3 separate regions of the Mus musculus genome follow, and all the other regions are linked to region 2. A link is a contact called in public promoter capture Hi-C data. All regions are on one chromosome and are shown on one strand. Each heading gives the region's core, a stretch centred on a gene start, on an enhancer-like site or on the middle of the called end of the contact. The rest is flanking DNA. Distances are from core to core; before and after follow the strand shown.

Evidence for each region. Promoter capture Hi-C pulls out the DNA fragments that hold promoters and counts their contacts.
Region 1: a contact with region 2 is called in a promoter capture Hi-C map of hippocampal neurons, with 2.5 times the contacts expected there. The contact joins the enhancer-like site here to the promoter of Espl1 in region 2. A contact is called at or near these places in 6 of 39 promoter capture datasets (the 3T3-L1 cell line, the C10 cell line, cranial neural crest and 3 more), 1 of 115 datasets of contacts at active chromatin or transcription factors (astrocytes) and 1 of 9 other capture datasets (liver).
Region 3: a contact with region 2 is called in a promoter capture Hi-C map of liver, with 4 times the contacts expected there. The contact joins the promoter of Tfcp2 here to the promoter of Espl1 in region 2. A contact is called at or near these places in 3 of 39 promoter capture datasets (liver and pre-B cells).

Annotation. Positions count from the first base shown.
Region 1 is chr15:101,240,091-101,242,790 of GRCm38.p6, forward strand. No RefSeq gene overlaps it. Among named protein-coding and RNA genes, the nearest start is that of A330009N23Rik, 16 kb to the left of the region's middle. Within about 2 kb of position 1,406, at least 198 of the 459 cell types and tissues checked have an H3K27ac peak or open chromatin away from gene starts, as enhancers often do. A contact at or near this core is called in hippocampal neurons and liver, where this site is marked.
Region 2 is chr15:102,294,955-102,297,654 of GRCm38.p6, forward strand. It overlaps Espl1 (extra spindle pole bodies 1, separase), which reads left to right and starts at 1,339. Exons shown (of 31, transcript NM_001014976.2): 1 at 1,339-1,461; 2 at 1,806-1,895. The coding sequence starts at 1,815.
Region 3 is chr15:100,550,603-100,553,302 of GRCm38.p6, forward strand. Tfcp2 (transcription factor CP2) reads right to left here and starts at 1,406. Exons shown (of 16, transcript NM_033476.3): 1 at 1,308-1,406; 2 at 723-879. The coding sequence starts at 844.

The DNA of each region.
Region 1 (2,700 bases), core at 156-2,655, 1.1 Mb before region 2:
TCTCTTCCCAGCCCTGCATGGCCTCATTGTTTTTTCTGGGCACCTGGCATTTCCCTGCACGCGCATGTGTGTGTGTGTGTATACATATACATATATGTGTATATATATGTGTGTGTGTGTGTGTGTGTGTGTGTGTGTGTATGTATATGTGTGTGTGTATATATATTCTAGATTCTTTAAGTAGAATGATGTGTTTTCACAAAAGACTAGCGCTTTTAAAAGACTGGTTCTTGTTATGTATCCCAGACTCACCTGGAATTCAATAGATAGCACAAGGTGACTTCAATTTGTTTTGCTTTTGTTTTTATTTTGTTCTGTTCTGTTCTGAAAAGGTCTCATTATGTAACTCTGGCCGGCCTGGAAATCGATAGGTAGAGCAGGCTAGACTTGAACTTACACAGATCCTCATATCTCTTGAGCACCAGGATTACAGATATGTGTCACCATGCCCAGTGCATTGTATATGTCTAAGTTCATGTGTGTACATGCCTGTGGATATACCTGTGTGTGTGTGTGTGTGTGTGTGTGTGTGTGTGTGTGTATGTGTGTGTGTGTGTGTGTGTGTGTGAATATGTGGAAACCAGAGGTCAATGTTGGGTCTCTTTCTCAATTAGTTGCCCCATGCCCAAGGCTTTTTGAGAGTTTCGTTTGACCTCTGTGATTCCTAACAGAGGACTTGGCACTCCTAGGCCTTGGGTATTTTCTATAACTATGTGTAGATAGAGCTACCTTTCCGTCCTCTAAAAGCCGACAGTACCACTTATGGCCAGTGGAGGGCACTGCCACACAGCTCCTGGTAAGCTTCTAGGTGCTATGGGGGATAATTATAAAGAACATAGGCTCTTCCCACTCTGGGAGTGCTCTCAGTTCTGGAACCAGTAGGGGCTCTCCTCCCTCCCCTAGCGAATCTGTCCTGGCAGCCTGGAGCTGGCATGCCCCGGGCCATATCATCCAGAAGCAAGCACCCGGTGCCTGAGGTCAGAATACCCTGCTTGGTGGCTTGGACACACCCCTTAGCAGCTGATGCCACTAGACAGATCACACCCTGTTCCTGGCTCTGCAACATGACAGCGATCATTTGAGTGCGCTGCTAGCTCCCGGGTTTGCCGCGAGGTCGGAACAGAAGTGTTTTGTAAGTGTAAACGTTAGAGAAATGTAACATACACACACTTTCACTGCTGGGAGGCTAACTGAAGGTGGGTTTGTGGAAGGGATTAAGTTAGCGAGGGAGAAGGAAGATAAAAATAACAAGTGCCTTTCACCAAGTGCTTATTAGGAGCCAAGGCCGAGGAAAGTGATCCGAAAATATTGTCTAATTATAGCCAACACTTACACAGGGCTGACCTTGGGCCAGGAGCTGTTTAAGTGCCTCATGCATACAAACTGCTCAGATCCTCGTGACTCAGGGGAGAAGGTGAGGCATGAAGTAGTTGGTTTGTAGACCGGCTCATGCGAACGGGGCTGGCATTCAAACCACAGCGATTTGTCCCCTGTCATGGTCTCTGAAGTCACGACCACACCTCAAAGAAGATATTCTTGCATTTCCTTATAGTAAAGCCACTGGAAACACACCATGAAGGTGTATTTGAGTCCAGACTACCCACTGGAGAATGGAGAGCAGTGGGAACTGGCACAGGGTTCCCCCACCCCACCCCCCACCCCCGCCCAGGAACAGGGCAGATTCGAGCAAAGGCAGAGCTTGGGGGAGAGGGATTAATGCGTGGGAAGGGAGGATGGCCTATCTTCTGGATCCAGAAGGAGGAAGCAGGCTGACAGGCTGTGTCGCTCTCCTCAGTGATGGATTCCCTTTTTCCCTTCCAAGCCTCGGGGCTCCTCCTCCTCCGCTCTGAGGTGCTACTCTGACTGGAGAAGGTGAGAACAACCCCAACCCTGCCACAAGCTTCCCTCAAACCATCTCCTAGCTTCTAGCCTGTTATACAACCTGCGCTCTGTCCACACTCGGAAATAACCATGGCTCAGCAGAATGGACTTGGGGGCATGATGAATGGTCCTTAGGACGATCAGCTGACGGCCAGCTGCTCCTGAAGTGACCTGAGTGCCTGCCATAGCTCAGGTTCCCCAGCCCTTCCTGGGAAGTGGCCCTGCCTGGTCTACAGGAAAAGTCTTAACGCGGCTCTGTGTTTGGGCATCATGATAATCATGATTTTGATGAGTATGACCACCCATTTCTGTATCTCTTAATATCTGTCAAGCCTGGGGATGCACGCTTGTAATCCCAGTTACTCGTGGAGCTGAGGCAGGGGGATTGGAAATTCAAGACTTGCCTGGGCTACAGGGTGAGTTCTATACTGGTCTCCAGATCTTGTATAAACTCTGTTTCAAAGTGAAAAATAAAAAGACTGTGGCTAACGCTTAGTGGTAGAGTGTTGGCCTACAATGTGAGAGGCCCAGGTTCCATTCCCAAAGCCACAGAAAATAAATGAATAAAGGCTGGGGAACAGGGGAGCCTGCAGGGCCCTCTCCCACCTCCCGCACCCTCTCACTCCCGCGCAGTACTCTGCACCTTCCTCGGCAGTTTATGGGTCCTGGATTTTCCGAGTACAGCTCAAGGCCCAGAGGACAGGGGCCCCAAAGGTAACCCAGGTTCTCTAAGGGGAACCACCACGCTGCCTGCACAGGGAAGGACTTAGTCTCCTCTGGCACCCTCTGCCTGCCTGACTCTCCTCTGTGGGGCCTGTC
Region 2 (2,700 bases), core at 89-2,588:
TAAAAAGATTTTTTGTTTTGTTTTGATTTTGAGACGAGGTCTCACTAGACAACCCAGGCTGCCTTTGAACTTTAAGCTTTTTTAGCTCCTCAGCCTCCTTAGTAAGTATTCCCTACCCTCTGGTGGTGGGTGATGTTTGGTACCACCCTTGACTTTATAGTGCATCTGAGAGAGCAGGAGTTAGACTACTTGGTAGGCAGGCAGATAAGGGAGAGGGGCCATGGCTAGGAGATAAAGGTGGTCAATTTCCAGGATGGCTGCTTCTTCCTTATGCCCCTGACTTGAGAAAAAAGCTCGGCATTGTTAGTGTCTGCATTAAATATTGCCATTCCCACGCTGAAATTTTCTAGTGGGGGAGATGTCAGTTTTTTCTCTTATTCCCTCCCCTTCCTATGTCTCCCCCTTTCTTTTTCTTCCTTCCTTCCTCCCTCCCTCCCTCCCTCCCTCCCTCTTTCTTTCTTTCTCTCTCTCTCTCTCTCTCTCTCTCTCTCTCTCTCTCTCTTTCTTTCTTTCTTTCTTTCTTTCTTTCTTTTGATTTTTCCTGAGACAGGGCTTCTCTGTGTAGCCCTGGCTGTCCTGGAACTCAGAAATCCCTACGCTCAGTATTTTGAACCCTGTTTCAAAAAACAAACAAAACAAAAGACTGTGAACGTTCACAATGAATTCTTCCCTTTACTCTTCACTCAACTCTATAGCCTTTCTTATACAACCCATGTAAGATGTAGGCTGGAATCCAAACTTGGGAGGGAGGAGAACCTAGGAGAACCCGGAGGTTGTCCCTGCACCCTTTTCAGTGTCCCTCTCCACAAAGTCAGAGTTTTAAAGAATCCCAAAGACCCTGTGTGGTGGTGTACACCTTCAACCCCAGCATTAGGCAGGTGGATCTCTCTTAGAGGCCAGCCTGGTCTATTTAGCAAGTTCCAGGACAGCTAGGATCACGTAGTGAGAACCAGTCTCAAAAAACAAAAATAAAAACAAAAAAATACATCAAAGGCTATTACACCTTTTCTTTCCTAGTAACGCAAAGCAAGCCATGTGGGTTTCTTATTTTAATTCTCTTGAAATTTAAAATCCTGCCTGAGCTCAGGGAATAAAGGCAAGAAAGACTTAGTGATTGACCACCCAACTGCGAAATGACTGTAATTGACTGAGGTTGAAGAAGGAGACTGTGTCCCAGAGTCTTTCCGGTCCAGAGTTGTACCCGCCCCTCCAGGAACACGTGACAGACAGCGCGGCAGATAAACTACAACTCCCAGAGCGCCACGCGGCCGGCCTGCGTTACGCTTTCTCGCTGATTGGTCACTAGGGATATTTGAAAGGAGGTGCTGGCGCGGAAAACGAAGCGTGCCCACCCGGTGCTTGGTGGAGCTCGGGCTGGAGGACGCTGCTAGGCCGGTGAGGAACGGCAGCTTCGAGGGAATTAAGGCACGGAGGGTCTGGTGAGCGCGCGCTCAAGCCGCGGTAAGTGACATTCCCATTGCTGACCTGGGAAGAAACGGGGCGTTTCTGCGGAGGCTCGGCGGCCCCCGAAAGGGTGTGCTCGGCGCCCAGGACCCTGTGGAGACCCCTGCGGTGGCCTGGTGGGACACTGAGGACAAGGAGCGTCCTGGAGGAAGGAACAGTGGACTTGTCAGTTTGTAACGGGAGCCCAGTTTATATCGGCCTCTCCCCGCATAGGATTTCTGGTGGGATTCTTTGCCTGCTTCATCCTTTGAATCCTCCTACAACTTTCAATCCCTTCTTTCCTCCAGTTATTTCCATTACAACCCTTCGCAGGCTTCTACAAACCATTTCGTTGTATCTAGACTTTTGCCATGAGGAACTTCAAAGGAGTCAACTTCGCCACTCTGCTCTGCAGCAAGGAGGAGACCCAGCAGCTGCTGCCTGACTTGAAGGTGGGACCCTTTATGGCTCAGGACACACCTAGTTTCTGAGATTATCTGTGTTTTTTTCCTTTTCCTTTTTTCTTTTTTTCCGAGACAGAGTTTCTCTGTATAGCTCTGGCTGTCCTGGAACTTACTTTGTAGTCCAGGCTGGCCTCGAACTCAGAAATCCACCTGTCTCTGCCTCCCTAGCGCTGGGATTAAAGGCTTGCGCCACCACGCCCGGCTTCCTTTTCCTTTTTATTTATTGTTTTTATTTTTATTTAAAAAATTATTTTTCCGCCGGGCAATGGTGGCACATGTCTTTAATCCCAGCACTTGAGAGGCACAGGCAGGTGAATTTCTGAGTTCGAAGCCAGCCTGGTCTATAGAGTGAGTTCCAGGACAGCCAGGGCTACACAGAGAAACCCTGTCTTTGAAAAAAAAAATTTTTTTTTCCCCTAGGGCTACTAATGTGATCATCTCCTAAGGACACTCTGGTTTATGTTCTCCGTTTGGGAGAGTTATACATCGGTTTTTGTTTACGTTTTATCATTCTCCTTATAGTAAATTTTACATTCTAATTTTATTTATTTATTTATTCATTTATTTATTATATGTAAGTACACTGTAGCTGTCTTTAGACACTCCAGAAGAGGGCATCAAATTTCGTTAGGGATGGTTGTGAAGCCACCATGTAGTTGCTGGGATTTGAACTCAGGACCTTTGGAAGAGCAGTTGGCGCTCTTAACCACTGAGTCATCTCACCAGCCCTCTAATTTTTAATTAAAAAAAATTTTTTTTTTCCATACTGGGGATTGAACTCAGGATCTCATGC
Region 3 (2,700 bases), core at 156-2,655, 1.7 Mb before region 2:
AATCCCCCTCTTGCTGAGTGCTGGGTGCTGGTATTTCAGTTGTGCACTAGTACTCTCGTCTTTCTTTTGTCTTTTTGTTGTTGTTGTTGGGGTTTTTTTTGTTGTTGTTGTTTTTTCAAGACAGGGTTTCTCTGTGTAGTCCTGGCTGTCCTGGAACTCACTCTGTAGACCAGGCTGGCCTCGAACTCAGAAATCCGCCTGCCTCTGCCTCCCGAGTGCTGGGATCAAAGGCGTGCGCCTCTTTGTCACTTTTTAGACATTCTCAGCTCAAGTTTCCAAAGACAGGAACCCTGGAAGAAAACCTTAAAACAAGTCTGTTGTAAGAGACAGCTGTCTGTGGACTTCTTGTCCAAGGTATCCCATCTCTTCCCAACAAGTCGTCAACCTTGAACCTCAGTTCCCAGCTGCCGGACTTCTTTAGATATCCCTCAACTGCCCCTTCTTCACGTGAATCCAGACATACCCAAGCATACAGTCAGTGTCCAAGTCTCCTACACCATCTGGATGCAAGGGCCCTACAGAGTTGACTCTAGAGTCTTTCCTGTCCTCCCATACCACTACTACTCAAACCAGAGGATGGGGGAGGTAGGGAGGTGTAAGGGGGGGGGTAATCTGCCCACCAAGCTGCAGGCTGTTCTCTTAAACTGTACAGCCGCCCTCCCACCTTTCAAGATCCTGCCTTTGTTATTAAGAAGGTAAGGTCTGGGAGGCATCTCACTCACCTCATACTATAAGCACCAGCACCCAGTTCCTGGCCAATGCCGGACAGGCTAGCATCAAAGTCCTGCACAAGCCCCGACTCGATCACTTCGTCGGCTAGCGGCAGCTTCAGAGCCCAGGCCATCCCGGCTCCTTCCTTGCCCCAACAGGCGCCGGCTCCTGTACAAAGGCGCGGAGCGTAACTCTACCCGGCAGACAGCACAGTGGAAGTCAGCTACAAACCCAGCTCCTCGCGCAGCGCCCCAAGCCTGACCTACGGGCTGCACCCTGGCTACTCCTCGGGAGCCCCGGTGACAGGAATCCCTCCCGTTCGGCTCTCGGGATCGTGAGGCACCAGGTCCCGCCGGAGCTCAGCCGGACTCGGGCTCTCTGAAGCCCACCGGTCGGTCGCTCGGCGTCCTCCGCTCAGCCTCAAAGCGGAGACGCGCAGGACACCGGGCGCTCCGAGCGTCCCCTCCGCCCCCCTAGGTGGAAAGCTCCTCCCTCCGGGCATCCGCACTTTCCCTCAGGCCTCGCTTCCGGTCAACCAGATAACTTCCGGTCACCGATTCTTCTCCCCGCCCCCCCACTCCGCTCTCAGCACAAACCCAGGGTTCCTCCGAGCCGTCCCCACACCCTCCTTAGCCACCACGACCGCCTGGAAGCGTGGACAGCGAAAGTTCGGCGCAGACTCGAAGCGCAAACCCGCCCCCAGCGCCAACCAATCAGGACGTCCGCTACGGCCATGGCGCAACGTCACCATCCATCTACCAATGAAGAAGAGACTGGTTCTGTCTTCGCAGCGGTGATAGGCTATCGACGCGAAGGCTTCCGCCCCCGGAGTAGTGGGCGGGCTCAGTGCTTAGGCGTGAACCCGGGTCGCAGGCTCTCGGTCCTGACAGTAGAGCAGAACTGCGGTTCTATCTTTCCGCTTCCCGCTCCCATTCCCGGAGGGACTTTCGTTCCCGTGTGTCCAGTCCTAAACTCTCCCCATTTGCCTTCCCTTATCTTCACCCTTCTCCCTAAGGCATTCGCGCAGGAAACAGGGAAAACTATTGGGGTTTTTGTTGATGTTCAGACGGGGTCTTTAGGTAACTTTAGCTGACCCAGAACTGAGAGATCCACACCCCCAGCCTGAGTGCTAGGATCAAAAGCGTGCACACTACACCTTGCTTGTTGTTTTGTTTCTGTTTGGTTGGTTCTTTGATGTTTTGTTTTTGTTTGTTTTAGGCAATGATGAATGAGTGTTGGGGAAAAATCTGCAGAGCAAAGTCAGAGCTGGCATCTTTATTTATAGTATGATAACTTAAGAGTATTCTCCAAGAGATTGAATTTACTAAACTGTAAATCAAGAACAACCATAGCCAGGCATAGTGGTTCATGCCTTTGATCCCAGCACTCCAGAGACAGAGGCAGGCAGATCTGATTTCCAGGTGAGCCAGGGCTAGATAATGAAGACCCTGGAGCAGGAGGTGAAATCATACCTCCTCCACCTTGCTCCTGAGGATTAATTACGGCCATTTTTAAAATTAAGCACGGGCAAAATACCTGTATGCTATGAACAGTATTGCAGAAGTCCTCAAGACAGGGTTGTAATCCCTTCCTAAAAGGGCATTGTGTGTTCCTAAAAACCTAGCACTCAGTAGGCTGAGGCAGAAGGATCTCCACAAGTTCAAGAACAGTCTAGACTACATAGCAATTTCCATAACAGCCAGGTCTACCTAGCATCTCTAGTCATTGTTTGCTCGTTTGTTGAGACAGGGTTCTTTTTGTCGCCTGGGCTGTCTTGGAACTCTGTATACCACTAGGGTCCTTAGGTCACCAGACTGGCCTTGAAGTCAAAAGATCTGCCTGCCTCTGCCTCCCATCTTAAAAAAAAAAAAATTCTAAAGGTAAATGTCACTTATTTTACCAAACAGAAAGGTAAGGCTAGAACTAAATTGTCATGATAAACATGCCTCTGCCGGCCAAAGACATCCCCTGTCTGTGGAAGTGTGCTTC